Regions from separate parts of the Rattus norvegicus genome. Here region 2 is linked to region 1. Evidence: chromatin contacts called from public Hi-C data. All regions are on one chromosome and are shown on one strand. Each heading gives the region's core, a stretch centred on a gene start, on an enhancer-like site or on the middle of the called end of the contact. The rest is flanking DNA. Distances are from core to core; before and after follow the strand shown. Region 1 overlaps Syn3 (synapsin III). Region 2 holds the start of Fbxo7 (F-box protein 7).

The links. Hi-C and Micro-C count contacts between places; a contact is called where the count stands out from the background.
Region 2: a Hi-C map of Schwann cells shows a contact between it and region 1, with 5 times the contacts expected there. The contact joins the promoter of Fbxo7 here to the enhancer-like site in region 1. A contact is called at or near these places in 2 of 12 Hi-C or Micro-C datasets (Schwann cells and kidney).

What each region holds. Positions count from the first base shown.
Region 1 is chr7:19,677,637-19,681,652 of GRCr8, reverse strand. Syn3 (synapsin III) reads right to left here. Exons shown (of 14, transcript NM_017109.2): 11 at 1,180-1,314; 12 at 501-588. Among named protein-coding and RNA genes, the nearest start is that of Fbxo7, 46 kb to the left of the region's middle. Within about 2 kb of position 1,447, at least 49 of the 93 cell types and tissues checked have an H3K27ac peak or open chromatin away from gene starts, as enhancers often do. A contact at or near this core is called in Schwann cells, where this site is marked.
Region 2 is chr7:19,723,171-19,726,709 of GRCr8, reverse strand. Fbxo7 (F-box protein 7) reads left to right here and starts at 1,530. Exons shown (of 9, transcript NM_001012222.1): 1 at 1,530-1,684. The coding sequence starts at 1,563.

The sequences.
Region 1 (4,016 bases), core at 198-2,697:
TCAGAGGACACTGAGTGTCTTCCTCTCTTGCTTCCTACCTTACTCCCTCTAGACCAGTGGCTCTCGACCTTCCTGATGCTGCCACCCCTTAATCTAGTTCCTCAGGGTTCGGTGACCACCCAACCACAAAATTCTTTTTGTTGCTACTTTATAGCCGTAATTTTGCTACTATTATGATTCATAATGTATGTGTCTGATATGCAGGATATCTGACATGCAACCCCAGAGGGGTTGAGAACCACTGCTTTGGACAGCATCTCTTATTGAGCTAAACTAACTGGTCAGCCAGTTCCCAGGAACTGCCTGTCCCTCCCTTCCCCCAGTGTTGTAAATACAGACATGTTTGGCTATGTCCAGCTTGTTACTTGTGTGATGGGGATTTGAACTCATGTTGTCATGCTCGCACAGAATGTGTTCTTATCACTGAGACACCTCACAGTCCTCTGCACTGCATTTCAGTTTCATTGATACAGTGTTTCTCAGTGGCTGCCCCATCTTACCTTGTGGAGGTGGCCTTGGCTGGGGCTGTCCGAGCAGAGGTCCTAGCTGGCCTTGCCCTGGAGATTTTGCAGATTTAGTCTGTGGACCCTAGAGTAAGAGAAGAGGAAGGAAGCCCCTGGCTACAGTAATTCTGGTAGGAGGCAAAGCCTTAGATACATCTTTATTTTAAAAATCACTGATGTAAAGTACACAATGCATGATTCTTCAGTGTACCTCCTGATAGGTTTTTAGGATAGCCACGGAAGATGCTGCAAATGCCTCCTGGCTCCTAGAAGCCCCTTGAGTTCAACTACTATTCCTGTGTGTATGAAGAGATGGGTTTCTGTGGGATAAGTAGGGGTTGGTGTTGGGGGAAAGATTTGAAACTTGCTTTCCCAGAAGGCTGACGATTGCTGGGTCGGGGGATGGGAAGCCTGAGACACAATAGTTTCTATTGTCCTGTGCACTGGGAACATAGGGCATCTGTGTGCCTGGATTCTTTCACACATCTCCATTCAGATCCAACATGGAGACAGAGAGATGAACATTGCCATCAATCAATCCAAAGATGATGGGACAGGAGTTTTCTTTCTAGGAGAGATGAGCAAGAAAGGGTCCCTGCAAGGCCCTTGCCAGCCTCTGTCCCCACCCCCTTCTCCTATAGGATGCCTGCCTGGGGTTATCTCAAGAAAACCTTACCCAAGGTCTCAGGGGGGAGGGCACCGAGGCCCCTGGCACCAGGAGTTGGCTCATCTTGGAAACAACAAGGTCAGCCATTAACTGCTTGTCCTCCTCCACATGTTCTCCAATCAGTGGCATTGAACTGTCCATGACCTGGTGTGGGGGAGGAGAGGAGGTTGAAGAACCCTGAAGTTGGCTTTTTATTTCTGGAGTGTTGACACTGCGCTCAAGGCAGAATGACCACTAGATGGCAATGTTCTCCATGCAACGCACCCAGCTGGGCACTTCCTGCTGTCTGGGCTCCCAGCAGACACGCAGTTCTCTCTAGTTCCTTGTGAAGGGCTCCCTGGATTCAGTTCCACTCAGCCTCCACACCCTGGAGTCCAGCAACGTGACCAGGGCTGGGGAGCACGTGTTGACCTTCTCTGTACTCTGGGGCGTCAGTCTCTGCCCCCTCATTTCCCACCCTCTCGTTTCCCACTCCACTGTCCTCCCAGAGCTGGGGCTGGCCCTCTCTCTTCTGGCCCAAGGTTAAAGATGTCCTCAGAGCTGGGAACTGGTGGGGGCTCAATTAGAACAACAACTAACAATTTGACACAGGCTGGAAGTGACCCAGGGTTAACAGAGAAGACAAAAGAGGAAAAACATTGTTCTGGGGGCTCCCAGCTGGACACAGACCTAAAATGAAACTCTCCTTGGGAACCAGGCTGTCCTTAAGGAAGAAGGGGCTGCATTTTGGGAAGTCACGTTGGCCCAGTCTACTTTTGTAGTAGATGGGGAAACTGAGGCGCAGAGGTGTGAGTCAGTGTGCCAGGTGATCACGAGGTACAGGCAGCTGATGGTCTTAAGGGGACATAAAGTCTTGGTGGACTTGGGACAGAGCTGTGTTTGTCACCTCTTTCCTCTACCGTTGGAATTCAGCCTTCCCCTGTCTGTCACCTGATTCACCCTGCCAAACCCTGGCCCTTCGCCCAGCTCTGGGGTAATCGGATATTCTTACTTCCAGACCCTGTACCTAGCTCTCTCTGCCCACTCCTCACCTGGCTAACTCCTCACTCAACACGAAACATCTAGTCCACCCTTCCTCCAGAAACCCTTCAGGACCACACCCGTTCCTAGGAGCCCCTCTGTGACCATGTCTTTGCTGAGCTCACTCAACTGACCCACTGGAGAGCTTAGTCCCAGAATTATCATAAAGTCAGAGTGGCCAGTGTCCTGGGGGAACTATGGGTGGGGGGAGGTCCTTGCAGTAAACTCTGTTTACCATGGGAAGGCCTTGACAGTACAGGGTCACTGAGCGCTGGTGCGATACGGGACACTATTCTAAGACCCAGGTATCGATGATGCCAGTGCTGTCACTTTGCAGGGCTGGGAATGTGACGACAGTGCTCACCTCGCATACCTGGGGCCTTGGCTTCCACCCCCAGCACCTATGATTCCAGCATTCAGGAGGCAGAGGCAAGGGCAACAAAAGTTCAAGGTCTTCCTACATATTGAATTTGAGGGTAGCCTGGGCTACACGGGGACCTATCTTAGAATGAGCCTTCAAGGCAGGTTCTACGATTACATGGTTTCCTCGTCAGGGCTGAGGAAACGGATGGAGAGTTCTATAGCTGCAGGGGCCTCCTAACCAAGCACCAGGCAGATGAGGCGGCCAGGGTTCCAGGCCTATGTTCTGCTATGGACTTGCTTAGGGGAAGTCTCTTGTCTTTTCTGGGTCTATTTTTGGTCGACCAAACTAAGGGTTCAGGCAGCTGCTAAGGCCCACTTGGCTGTGACTTTCAGGGGACCGTGAGTCACGCACCTGGAGTGCCTGAAAATTAAACTGGAGTGTGGGTATGGGTCCCAGAAAGGCTGTACACTGTCCCCAAATGGAGCTCTCTGGGGTCCCAGGCAGTCTCCAGCGGCAGTTACAAGAGTCTGTCCCCAGTGCTCCTGGGCTCCCAGCACCCTGCCAGTCTCTCCTCCAATCTTACCCATTGCCTTCTGCCCTGGATTGTTCCCCGCATTCTCTGTGGTGGAAAATGGCCGCTACAAGGAGCCTGAGGTCAAGTACTGGAATCTCCACGGTGGACACAGACAAAGGAAGTGGATATTCACTCTCCCCAGGGAAACATTTTTTCCCAGTGAGCAAGGTCATCCCCTGGGCCAGGTCAGAGAGGACGAGGTCCAGGGTGTTTCCCCTGAGCATCCTCACCAAATGTGTCACAAGCGCTGGGAGACAGTATTTTTGGATCTCTGTTTCCTTTTCCCCCTTACTGGGAAAAATACACTTCACATTCCCAGGAACAAGCTCCCTCTGTTCCTGACCCCACCCCAAAGTCCAAAGGAAAACAATTCTCTAATGTTTCTGAGGGAAAAAAACAAAAAAACAAATCTGAAAGCCATCTCTTTTTTTTTTTGTTTGTTTGTTTGTTTGTCTGAGGCTTTCTGGAACTTTTTTGAAAAAGTTGTTTTCTTGTGTTTAGAAGACCCAAACTGGCTTTTTTATTTGTTTGTTTTTAAATGTGAAGCATCTTCCATTCTTCCCTCCTTGAGTGTCCAGAGCTGGGGCATATGAGCATGGATGGCTTTTTGTGAAAGTGGAGAGATCTCAGTGACCAGAGCTCACAGGTATAGGTGTGTGTGTATGTATGTGTGCCTGTGTGTGTGTGTGCATGTGCCTGTGTGTGTATGTGTGTGTGCATGTGCCTGTGTGTGTATGTGTGTGTGTATGTGTGTGCATATGTGTGTGTGTGCGTGTGTGTGCATGTGTGTGTGCATGTGCCTGTGTGTGTGTATGTGTGTGTGCATGTGTGTGTGTGTGTGCATGTGCCTGTGTGTGTGTGTATGTGTGTGCGCATGTGCCTGTATGT
Region 2 (3,539 bases), core at 281-2,780, 45 kb before region 1:
ATGTTTATCGATGCAGGCTAGTAAGCTTTGAAGGACATCAGATATGCGGCAAGAGGTTACTAATGCACCGTGCGACAACTGAAAGCTGTAACACGAAGGAGATAGAGGGGGTGGCTTCAAGTTTCTAAGAGCAGCGCCAAGGAAAAAATGCAGTAGGGATTGGTAATCCCACAGGAAAAAAGATCAGTCCTTCATGTCTGAGGAGAAAGACCATCAAACCCAGATCATCATGGCCATATTAATTAATGCAAGCTTATGTTTTGGTTTGTGAACATGGGCTGGACATAGGTAAGGTAAGGTTTTAATAGTTCAGGAGCAAGGGGGGTTTCCAGATGAGGATTTGGCAGGCGAATAGGCACTGATTACTGAAGCAGAACGCACGCACGCCAAGTTGGTCATGAAAACCTCTTGAAATGAAGACATGGTTTGCAAGGGGTTCACAGCGGGTTTGTCATAGCAACAGGTTGTCATAATAACCTTTTGTAATAAAGGCATGGGGCAGTACAGAGCCATTCGTAGTTATGTTTACAGGTGGGACATAGACCAATCCTTGAGAAGGAGAAATGTAATCATAAACAGGAATGGACCTAGTTTGCTTTTACTATAAGATGTCGTTTGAGCCTGAGATGAAGGCAGGCTGGTTTATCAAGATTTAACCTGGAAAGTGGAGAGCTATACTGTTGTGGCCTTCAAATCCATGGAGAGAGACCAAAGACTCAGGCTCAATTCAAATTTATATTAAGTGAGTTTATTCTTACTGCTAGCAGACGGCAGGCATCTTTAGAGCCAAAACAACATTCCATAGGGAGAAGGGGGGGGGCTAAGGATTAAGAGGGGGGTTTAAATTGGACATCAGAAAGGTGTATATTACAACTATTCACGAAATCCACAGCTGGGCAGGAAAACTGTTTTACTTTCCTCAATTGCTTCTTATCTTCCCTATGTAGTAATTAAAAGATCATTTCATCTGTTTCCCATAGCGATAGTGAGTTTTAAAGAAGCAAAGGCAGCTGTTAATACCTCACGGCCATTGTCCTATTCTTATCTCACCTGTAGGCCTCTAGGATCTCCCAGGCCGACAACAGCCCTTAAGGGATCCCTGGCTCCACATCCTTATCACCACAGGGGACCTATGTAAATTATAGGCAGGTCTGAGCACTAATGACCGGAATAGAACAGGCAAAACCAGGGCCATCAGGTTAGGGCGTCTGTCACGTCTGCACACTGTGGGCAGCGCTCGTTCCAGCGCTAAAGATCCTGCAAGCTGGGACCGAAAGAACGAACTCGCTCACCCGGGCGGAAGCGCACAGGGTGTAGCGTGGGCACTCGGCGCAAGGCAGCGAACTCAGCGCCTGCGCCGTGCGCGCCTCGCCCCCCAGGTGGCGCTGTCGCGCCCAGAGCCACCGATAGAGAAGCGCAGGCGCTCGGCACTCGGCTCGAGCAGAAGGCTCTAGGGGGCGTGGTGGAGAGAGCGGCGAGCTGGGATTCCTCAGGCGCGCAGGCCCGGAGCTACTTGCTTTCGGTTTCTCCCCGGGCCGACCGAGGCTTGCGGTCCGCTCACCATGAAGCTGCGCGTGCGGCTTCAAAAGCGGACCCAGCCGCTCGAGGTGCCGGAGTCGGAGCCGACGCTCGGGCAGCTGCGCGCGCACCTCATCCAGGACCTGCTGCCCACGTTGGGGTTCAGGTGAGCGGCGTCGCGGTCGCGGGGCTCGGGAATGGCGCGCGTCGGGCGGTCACATGAGGTCCGGGCCTCCGGGGCGTAGCTGGTCTAGACGCCTGTGACTGTGACGCTCGGCAGCTGAGTGCTGGCCGGGGTCTGGCTTTGGGAGACCATGGCCCAGCCTCCCCCTGGTGCCGCTGTCCACCATGGTGAGTAGTCACTTCCGGGTTGCTGTCACGGCCGCCCCGAGGGCGGGAGGGAAATTCGGGAAGCTTGGCTTGCGTTAAACCTCCCAGTGTAAACCCACTGTGGGTGGAATTTACCTTAGCGGTTAGGATACTTCAGTGGTTAAGTCGGGGAAAGCATCGTAGCTGAAGTGACAAACTTCTTGACATCCTACGTCGCTGTAATTTGTGCCACCGCCCAGGGCTACAGTAACAGGTGAGCGTGCATGTGCCAGACTGCACTTAACTGTAACTTTCTCACTGCAAGGTTTGGAAGTACGCATTCTTCGGGTCACTGGGCATTTTCTGGGTGAGAATGTTTGTTGCTTTTTCTCTAAAATAGAGGCTTGACCCTATAGAGCTTGCAGTTTTGTGGCAAGTTGAGAAAGGATTAGGTTCTATTACTAATTTATGGGGTTGCAGATGAAGCTTCTATGTTTCTGTAGAAGATATTTTCAGGACGTAGAGAGACAACTATATGGATGACCCATTTCAAGTGCTGAGCTAGAAATTTGAACTAGTGAAGAAAATAAAATTAGAAGATGGGCTCTGGTGCTTTTAAAGGGAAAAATGTTAAAAGAAAAACTCTTCCCGTTAATTGGCATTTTAAATAAGTCTTCCCCTTTTCACTTTATTTGTAGGGAATTAAGCAAAATGAAACTGATTAGATTGGTCACCCCCCCACCCCTCCCCATTAAGTAAGCCTGAGGTATACCTTTATTCTAGCGCTCTGGAGGAAGAGCTAGGTGTATCTTTGAGTTCATTCCGGACCAGCCAGTGTTACACAGTGAGACCCTGTCTAATAAAATAATGTTAGGCAAAATATTTTAAAAAGCCCTTTTTCACATTAAAAGAATTAAACAATGTATTCCCATATCGTATATTATATATATTTCCATATAATGGTGACCTACCTACATGTTACTCATTTGGTGTAAAACTGTTTTCTATGTTGATAACAATTGCCACTCCTCAGGCTTTGAGAATGCAATTTTTAAGGTATTTACAAATTGTATTACTTCTCAGTTAAGCTGGGCAGTTTTGAAAGGGTGTGAAACCCAGAAGCCCCTGTTAGTTTCTCTTGCCTGCTGTTTTCACAGTCGAGGTCGGTGTGAAAATCTGAAATTTTGCTCATTTGGGGTACAAAAGGGAAGCTTTAAAATGTGTCCATGTGACACACTTGTTGTTCTTAAAGAGTATTTTCTAAGTAAGCAAACCAAAGATTGGTATAAAACAGATTTTTTTTAAAGTTTGAAGCTTCCTCTTTCCTTTTTGTTTTTGTTTGGAGCTTCTAGAATTGCATTTTTTTTTGGGTGAAATTCCCCCAATGCCGGTGATTACAGAAAATAGGACCTTGGAAAAACATGCCAGAAAAGTGGGAGGGGAAGCTAGCATCTCTGTTAAACAGACGGCTCCTTATCTTGTCTACAGAAGGAATTGTTTGCTTGGGGACTGTCCCCTTTCCTGCCAAGGTTGACCTGGTGTTTTCATGGGCACTGGCAGATTTTCAGCTTCTTGCTGATCAGAACACTTTGCAAGCAGCAAGCAGAGCAGCTTACTGTCTGTGGAGTAGGAATAAATTTAACTCCAGTAACATCTTTAATTGATGAGAAAGGAAAGGATGCGTGTAAGAAAAAGGAATCGGGCTGGGGAGG